Linked DNA regions of Mus musculus: region 2 is linked to region 1. The links are chromatin contacts, called in public Micro-C maps. All regions are on one chromosome and are shown on one strand. Each heading gives the region's core, a stretch centred on a gene start, on an enhancer-like site or on the middle of the called end of the contact. The rest is flanking DNA. Distances are from core to core; before and after follow the strand shown. Region 1 overlaps Depdc1b (DEP domain containing 1B). Region 2 has its middle 55 kb from the start of Pde4d.

What was found. Hi-C and Micro-C count contacts between places; a contact is called where the count stands out from the background.
Region 2: a contact with region 1 is called in a Micro-C map of embryonic fibroblasts, with 4 times the contacts expected there. The contact joins two enhancer-like sites. A contact is called at or near these places in 2 of 484 Hi-C or Micro-C datasets (embryonic fibroblasts and trophoblast stem cells).

The regions. Positions count from the first base shown.
Region 1 is chr13:108,388,715-108,393,084 of GRCm38.p6, reverse strand. It overlaps Depdc1b (DEP domain containing 1B), which reads right to left. Exons shown (of 11, transcript NM_178683.4): 11 at 3,528-4,370. Among named protein-coding and RNA genes, the nearest start is that of Gm41056, 11 kb to the left of the region's middle. Within about 2 kb of position 2,319, at least 10 of the 459 cell types and tissues checked have an H3K27ac peak or open chromatin away from gene starts, as enhancers often do. A contact at or near this core is called in embryonic fibroblasts, where this site is marked.
Region 2 is chr13:108,597,313-108,601,682 of GRCm38.p6, reverse strand. No RefSeq gene overlaps it. Among named protein-coding and RNA genes, the nearest start is that of Pde4d, 55 kb to the left of the region's middle. Within about 2 kb of position 1,967, at least 38 of the 459 cell types and tissues checked have an H3K27ac peak or open chromatin away from gene starts, as enhancers often do. A contact at or near this core is called in embryonic fibroblasts, where this site is marked.

The DNA of each region.
Region 1 (4,370 bases), core at 1,070-3,569:
CGGGGAGAAGGGACGAACTACAGTGTTCATAAGGGAGCACTGTGTTCCACAACATGACGTAAAATATTCACATGGAATAGAAAGGCAGGGGGATCGCATACTCAAGACTAGCCTTGGCTACACAGCAAGATAATGTCTCAAACAAATACACACACACAACATGTTAACTAAAGAATCTAGCCATGTATTAAATGTATACTATGATGTGTTGTGACTTGCGTTTGCACCACTCTCCACTCGATTCAATGCTGGATTCACTACTAGGATATGCCCCATGTGCAAGAGAAAGAAAGTTCACGGGGCTGGAGAGATGGCTTAGAGAAGGCCTTTTGCTTCACAGACTTGAGGGGCTGGGTTTAAATCCCACCACCCATATGAAAAGCTATGCCTGTTTGCAACCTCAGTGCTGGGGCGTAGGGCAGAGACAGGAGGATGCCAAGGGCTTGCTGGCTACCAGCTTTTGTCCAGGTCCAGTAAGACACATTGTCTCAAAAGAACAAGGTGGAGGGCAATGGAGAAAACAACTCAAGGTTTCCTATGGCCTCCACGACGATGCACACCTGCCAGTACCAGTGGGCATATTCTACCACACTTGCATATACATGAAAAGGTAATTTAAAAAAAAAATAAACCTTAATTTACTATGATAAAAAGTAATACACAAATACTCTAAAAGTTTTTTAGTATCCTAAAAGTTTTCCCTTTAAAATCAAGAATAGTGACAGGTGTTATCTCTGTTCAGCAATATACAGGGGCTGGGGAGTTGGGGTGGGACTTAAACATATCATTTCAATTACTGCAGTAAAAATTACACCTCAAGTTATTTATTATGAATGCATATACATATACATACATACCATATAATAGTTTCTTGTGTCTGAAAATCCAACTTAGTTCAGTCCTTTTGGCTCTTGAGTTTCTCAAAGAATGCAATTCAGCTAGGGCCAATCACCTCAAAATGGACTAAGGTAGGCCTTAAAAGCTATTGCCAGGCCTCTTATTTCCACTGGCTGTTGACTGAATGAAAAAGAGAAGAAAGGAAGGGAGGGAGGAAGGGAGGGAGGGAAGGAGGGAGGGAGGGAGGGAGGGAGGGAGGAAGGACGGAAGGACAAGACTGTTCATAGGTATGGCTGGGGAGAAGGTTTACTGTAGATAAAAGGGAGAGCATAGCCGGTGGCAGGGACATCTGGGAGAGTCCAGACTAAGCAGGACCCTGAGGCTAGGGTCATGTGAGCAAGGGCATATGAGGAGGGGGAAAGGAGAGAGCCAGACCAAGAGGCCAGGAGGGTAAAGGGTGGACCAAACAAAAGGCCCGTAGACAAAATGGCTGGGTTATATAGGGAAGGGCAGCCCAACCCCCCTCTGGAAAAGTTTAGAGTAGGGTGTGCCAACCATATCCTGTAACAGGTAGGAACTGAGGGATGTTGGAAGAGCTGGCCAGGTCTGCTTTGGTATGTTAACTAGGTTCCTCAGCCATTTGTCTGAGTTTGCGTCCTAAAACTGACAAGATGAAGCAGCTCTCCCATGCTGAGCCTCTCCTTATCCCACATTCAAGGAAAAGAGACAACATAAGCATTAGCTATCAAGCATGGCTGGAGAAAAGGCTTAACAGGGACAGGCGGGATGCTGCCAGACCTCTCAACCTGAGTTTTTCAATCCCCATGACCCACTGACTCCTGCAAGCTGCCCTCTAACTGACAGCCCTCCCGCACACACACCACACACACCACACACACCACACACACACACACACACAAATGTAATTGTTTTCAAAATTAAGAATCAGAAAACAGAGACTACTGAGAATAGCTCAAATACAAAAAAGAAAACCAAAAACTGATTATTTGCTAATCTGTAGGAAATGTAGAAAAGCAAACAAAGATGTCACACTAACTATTTAGAATTAATGAGAAAGTATAGCAAGGTCACAAACAGTCAGTAAGAAAACCCAGGTTTATAATCCATACAAACAGAAGCAAAAGAGCTTCCAGACACTTAGAATAAAAAATATATTGATACTAACATTTTTCAAAGTATTAAATACTTAGAAACAAATAATATGTAAATTTAAAAAAGTAAAGATTATCATCTACCAAAAATTAATGGTGGGTTCATGACTGGAAGGCTTGCTAACAGTGTCTTTGTTCACTTCTCTGTTACAGTGGTAAACACCATGACCCAAAACAACATGGGGAAGAAAGGGTTTCCTTACATGTCCTGGAAACACCATGAGAGGGACTGAGGGGACATCAGGGCAGGAACTGACACAGACCACAGAGGTATGCTGCTCACTGGCTTCCTCTCTGTGGCCTACTTAATTTGCTTTCTTAGACAGCCACCTGCTGGAGAGTGGAACGAACTACAGTGGGCTGGGCCCTCCCACATCAATCAGTCAATCAATCAATCAAGAAAATGCCCCAGAGACACACCCACAATACAATTTGGGGAGGCAAATCCTCAACTGAGGTTCCTGCTTTCTGGGTGAATAAAGATTATGTCAAGCTGTCAAAAACTAAGTGGCACAATTGTAAAATATAGCAGTAATCACCAAAGTGATTCAATACGCTCAAAGAGGTTCAATACACTCTAAATCATAGAATGTACGTGTATATAAATGAGAAGTAGTTAAAATTTTATAAAAATGTAAAGTCTAAGACTCCATAAACTGTACAGCTATATTAAAATCAGAGTGAAACTGTAATCAGAGAGACACCAGTATTCGCCTACACACCAAGGACTCAAACCCAACAAGGCCAGCTTTGGTGAAACCACTGAGTCAAAAAGCACACACCGATGGCGCACCTGCTAGCTGGCAGAACCACGTTGGACACTGCTGCTATGTAACATCACTGCTATACTTGACTTACAGTGTTTATACATACGAATGTCTCAAGAAGCAAGCATGAAACAGAAAGCAGTCACACAAACATCCACGCACACGCACACACACACACTCACTTCCAAATACAGCAGACAAAAGAGCTCTCCATCACAGAGCGGGACTGAGCACGACTATACTTGCTTCAACAAAATGTCCAGTCTAAGAATACTCAGTCTAAAAGTCACATTACATATCTGGAACAGGAATACTTATAAATTTTTAAATGGGCAAAATCTCTGTCAGCGATAGAAAGTACTCTGCCACAGGGGCAGATCTCCAATGCAAGAGCATACAAATCAACTCAGGGTAATTCATCTCAGAGATGTTTCAGATGTGCCACTATTTTAAAGAAGAAACAATGAAGTGAGAAGAGAGAAGAGGAGGAAGAATAGAATAGAGGAAGAAAGAAAAAGGGAGAGGCAGGGAAAAACACAGAGTCAGACAGGCAGACAGACAGACATGGGGGGACACATTTTCCTGAAGCCAATACAAAAGCCAAAAATAAACCTCACTTCCTTCATGATACACACACAGAGTGATGTGAAAACATTGGCAAAGCCATCTGAGGAGACTCCCTAACTTATCCAAATAAATAGCAAAGAAGAAAAACACAAGGCATAGTATATATATATATATATATATATATATATAAACAACTCAGTATTTATTTACATTCCATGTACTTTCAAAACAATGAAGAAGCTGAGAAAATATATTCATAAAGGACGTAATTCATCTCACTCAACCCCTTTATACTTTTCATAAAACAGACTGAATTCAGGTTTGCAGGTCTAAGGGAACCAAAGACTTCATCCAGCTCAACCTGCCGCCTTTAGCGGAGACCCGGATTGCGGGCCCGGGGGCAGATGCACACCATTCCACATCCAGCCACGCGCAGACCCAGCCCGGCATACGGGTAATCAAAGAGCGACAGGCAAATCTGCAATACAAGACACGGCAATCACAGTGCAAAACAGTTGGACTTTTCACACTAACCAAACAAACAAGAAATTAAAAAATAAAAACAAACAAACAAACAACAACCAGTGGGACTTACACAGGAGAAATCAGAATATGCACTGGGTCAGGGCTACCACAGTAACAGCACACACAGGATTGTTCTCATTCAAGTATGTACAGTATTCCTAGGCTTGGTTTTCACAGACGCACACGAGAGCAGGGGGCACACACAAGGACTTTACACACCGTGGAAAACAACAAACAGAAGGAAGGGAACGAATGTTTTACCTTTAGATTTTGTAACCTACCCAAGCCTGTTCACACCACCCCTACCCACGAGACTCACAGTCACCCACTCATTTACATCTCTACAAACAGCATCGAGATTTATCAGAATACTGACAAGGGCTCAGCACGAGGAGTCGGGCGATCGGCTGGATGCTCCGAGACTCCATATTGCAGTAGTTTACACCAGCCTTCCAGAACCTCTGCTGACTCAAACTGTCTCTGCCGCAGAGGTCTCTCAAGC
Region 2 (4,370 bases), core at 718-3,217, 210 kb before region 1:
AAAAAGTCTGAAAGTAGGCAGCCAGAGATCTTACATTGAACTATGACCTCTACTGCTGTTTTCTTTGACAGTTTCCTTTGATGATGGTGAAAATGGTGACGATGGTGATGACGATGGCAGTGGTGGCAATGGTGCTGCTGCTGCTGCTGCTGAGATATGATGATGATCATTATCATGATGATGATAATGATGATGATCATTTGAAGAAAGCCATACTATTCCCTAGATCTGCTTAAGCGAACCAAAAGCCTCTAGGGTGTCTGCCATGCAGAAGATGTTCAGCAATTGCTGACTCTAAGTCTATTCCATGGGATACCTACAGCCACAAAGAGCAGTTTCACTGCTGCTTGCTGTGGGCCCAGCCAGTGTCTCTATACCCACCACTTATTGGCGGTCTACCGCTGTACCACTGAATTGACACTCATGACCAGAGGCATTTGCTGAAATGTCCAGAAAGGCTTTCTGCAAAAGGATGACATTGTGTTTAGATCAGTTGACTGGCTTCATGCCAGATGGCCATCTGTTAGTGGTTATCCAGTAAGATGTAGGCATGGTGTTTGTGACCCACAATGGCTTCAAATAGTACTGTGAAACACTCCTAAAACAACCATGCTGATTCCTGTTCACTATTGGTCCTTCTCCCTGTGTCCTCCTTGTAACACAGAGCGTGACCATCCTGGGAAAATGTTCCTCTTTCTTCCAAGGCTATCTAATCCCTTCACTGTAGCTTTTCCAAGTTCACTAATCTGAGCATCCCCTAAGCATTACCACTGACCTTAGCTGCCTGGTGCCCCACTCACAAAATAAATAATCTTCCATTTACTGGAAATCTACTCTAATCTCCCATGTAAGCAGTAGGAAAAATGAGGTCCTGGAGCCCAGGGATGTGGTTCTACCTGCTGACAGAGGTGTATCTAGAGACCAGAAGCCCTAGATTCCAGGCCAAAGCTGATTTCACTTTGCTGCCATTGATGGGAAGCTTGGTAGCTAGATCAGAGCCACGTTGCACAAAAAAGCTTAATGTATTCCTTCCTAATATGATACTTGCTTATGAAAGGGGCCTTGACAAATGGATGGATCTGGAGGATATCATTGTGAGTGAGGTAATCCAATCACAAAAGAACACACATGATATGCACTCACTGGCAAGTGGATATTATCCCAGAAACTTAGAATACCCAAAATACAATTTGCAAAACTCATGAAACTCAAGAAGAAGACCAAAGTGTGGATACTTCATTCCTTCTTAGAAGGGTGAATAAAATACCCATGGAAGGAAGCCAAAGTTTGGAGCTGAGATGGAAGGAAGGACCCAGAGACTACCCTACCCAGGATCCATCCCATAAACAACCACCAAACACAGACATTATTGCATATAACAACAAGATTTTGCTGACAGGACTCTGATATAGCTGTCTCCTGTGAGGCTGTGTCAGTGCCTGGCAAACGCAGAAATGGATGCTCAGTCATCTATTGGATGGAACACAGGGTCCTCAATGAAGGAGCTAGAGAAAGTACCCAAGGAGCTGAAGGGGTCTGCTGCCCTATAGGAGGAACAATATGAACTAACCAGTACCCCCAGAGCTCGTGTCTCTAGTAGCATATGTAGCAGAGGATGGCCTAGTTGGCCATCAATGGGAGGAAAGGCCATTGGTATTGTGAAGATTCTATGCCCCAGTATAGGGGAATGCCAGGGCCAGGAAGTGGGAGTGAGTGGGTTGGGGAGCAGGAGGAGCGGGAGGGTATAGAGGATTTTCAGAGAGGAAATTAGGATTTGAAATGTAAATGAAGAAAATATCTAATTTAAAGGGGGGGGGGCTTGAGCTGAAAAGAATGAGTAATGCTTGATTTGTAAACAGCAGCCAGGTCCAGGGAGAAGATATTTGAGGTTGAATGAGTCTCAGCCTCCCCCACATCATCCCACCTACACTCCCAGAGAATGCTGAGTCAATGATGGAAAGAATGGGTGACATTCTTCCAGCCAGCCATCTACTTAGCAAATACTTGCTGAGGATATGTATGAGGCAGGGTGAGTGACACTGATGGTGGAAGGATTCCTCTTTCCTTAATCACACTCTGCATACCAGGTAGCACACTTAGCACTTTGCTCTAAACGTCTTGCTCCTTGCCATAATCCCATGAGGTGGAAACTGTGTTCTCTGTTTTACATGTAAGAAGACTGGGGCTAACCAAAGTCAAGCAAATCCTTTCCCTCTTGAAGCTAGTAAGTAGAGGAAATGGGATTTGAGTCTAATCTGCTCAGCTTCAGTGCCCGGCCTTGGCACTGCTCCAGGCTCCCCCTCTCCAGCAGGTGCACAGCTGGCCCTTACTGGAGAGCGTTGTGAAACTCCAACAAGGAAAAGAAGGCAAAGCAGTCAACACAACGCTTGGCATACAGCAAAAGCCGTCTCGTTTTAAGGCTGAGAAGGACATACCTTTTTTATAAACTCTTTTTAAGGTTGAACAGGACACAGTATTTCTATAAAGCCTTTGTTTAGTTTGGAATCCAATGATTCTCTGGCTTGTAAATTGCAATAAATGGTAATATTAGTATATTAATGGCAGAGAATTTCATCAAGGTCTGGTCATTTAAACTGTCTACAGTCTTCCAAGTAGGAATAAAAGATAGACATTTTCTTCTTGCAGTTTAATCAAGCTGTTTTGTTTTGTTAGGGTTTTTTTTCTCTCTCCCCCCTGTTCTTCTCCCCCTCCCGTCTCCATCTTATTCATTTATCTAGAGACAGAGTCGCATTCATTCCTCATGTAACAAGTACACAGTGAGTGGGTGGTGTTTAATGAAACCATATTCACTGCATGACTAAGAACTCATCAGAATGGAATGCTGGGAAACCATTATTTTCATTGGAACAATGAGTTTATTAACCTGGGTGCAATTAAAAACTCAAAACTTTCTGCTAGGACTACATCACTCTACTTAAATATAAAGGTCCCCTGAGGCCAGGTCACTGATGACAAGGAAGATGGGGTTTCCAGAGACGAGCTTGCAACACATGGGCCTTGATTGCTGGGATGATCTTCCTGGGTCAGCTCTTGACATGCTGAGAAGTACTACCACATGTGGGCAAGCAGGCATCTGACATAATGTTCGGAGAGAAGAACTAGGTTTATTTAATTAATCAATCTAATAAATGGGAATAATTACATGTAGCTGGTAGCCACCATAGTAGGCAACACAGTTCTAAAAGAATGAATCACAAGAAAATCAATTGGTGGAGGACAGAGTAAATGATAACTAGGTTTCTTGATAGTCTCTTAACTCCCATGAGGCAGAGGCTCCTGTGAGACCCTAGGTCAAGTTTTTGACACGTACGTCCTCTCCCTACCTATTTCTAACCTTTTCAGCTCATGTATGAATGACCATAGAGGACCAGAGAACAAAAAAGAGGAACAAGACTGTGACACTTGTTGGACCATTGTGATGGTTGGTTTCTCTCAACTTGACTCAAACATAGACCTATCTGTAAAGAGGAAATCATAACTGAGACAATGCCTTCATAGACTTGTCTGTAGATAAGCCTGTGGGGTACTGTCTTGGTTAATGTTTGATAAGGGAACAGGGGGCAGGGCATCTCACTATGAGTGGTGCCATCCCTGAGCAAAAAAATGGTCTACCATTGTATGAGAAAACTGGCTGAACATGTCATAGGAGCAAGCCAGTAAACAGCATCCTTTGATGGCTCCATTTCAATTCCTGCCTCCTGATTCATGTCTTAAATTTCTGCTCTGACTTCCATTCATGATGAACTATAACTATAACTATACCCTGAAATAAACCCCCCACCCCGCCACATCATTATACGCCCTAAGACAGCCATCTGACAGAAGAAGGAACGAGAGCAGGGATGAGGCCTCCCACCCTGGGTCCCACAATGATGGAACTACAATGATGAGGCCACCTGACAAGCCCTTCACCCTCTTCAAGAAAACCTGCCTGCCACCTCATAGCTCTCACTGTTGATAAACTTTGTCCTTAAGCTACTTCTCCTCACCCACATAACTCTCCCCCTGCTAGAAATAACCTGTGTTACATAGCTTTTAGTTTGAGGAATTCTCAAACTCTCACTAGGGTAGAGATTCTGGCCCTGTTAGGGACAATGAGGTCACCATTTCATCCCAGGACTCCTTAAACTATTCACATAGTACTGACTACTATACCCAGACAACATCTAGTGAAGCACTTCATTGTATCTAATAAGAGTACCAAGAAAAAGACAGCTTAAACGACCTTAAATGTTATAGGATGGCTTCTTACTTCCTCATGGCCTGCATCCACTTAGATGATTATGTTTGCAGGGTTTCTGATTAGAAAATCCAATGGTAGAAATTTTTTTAATTGTTAATTTTTAATT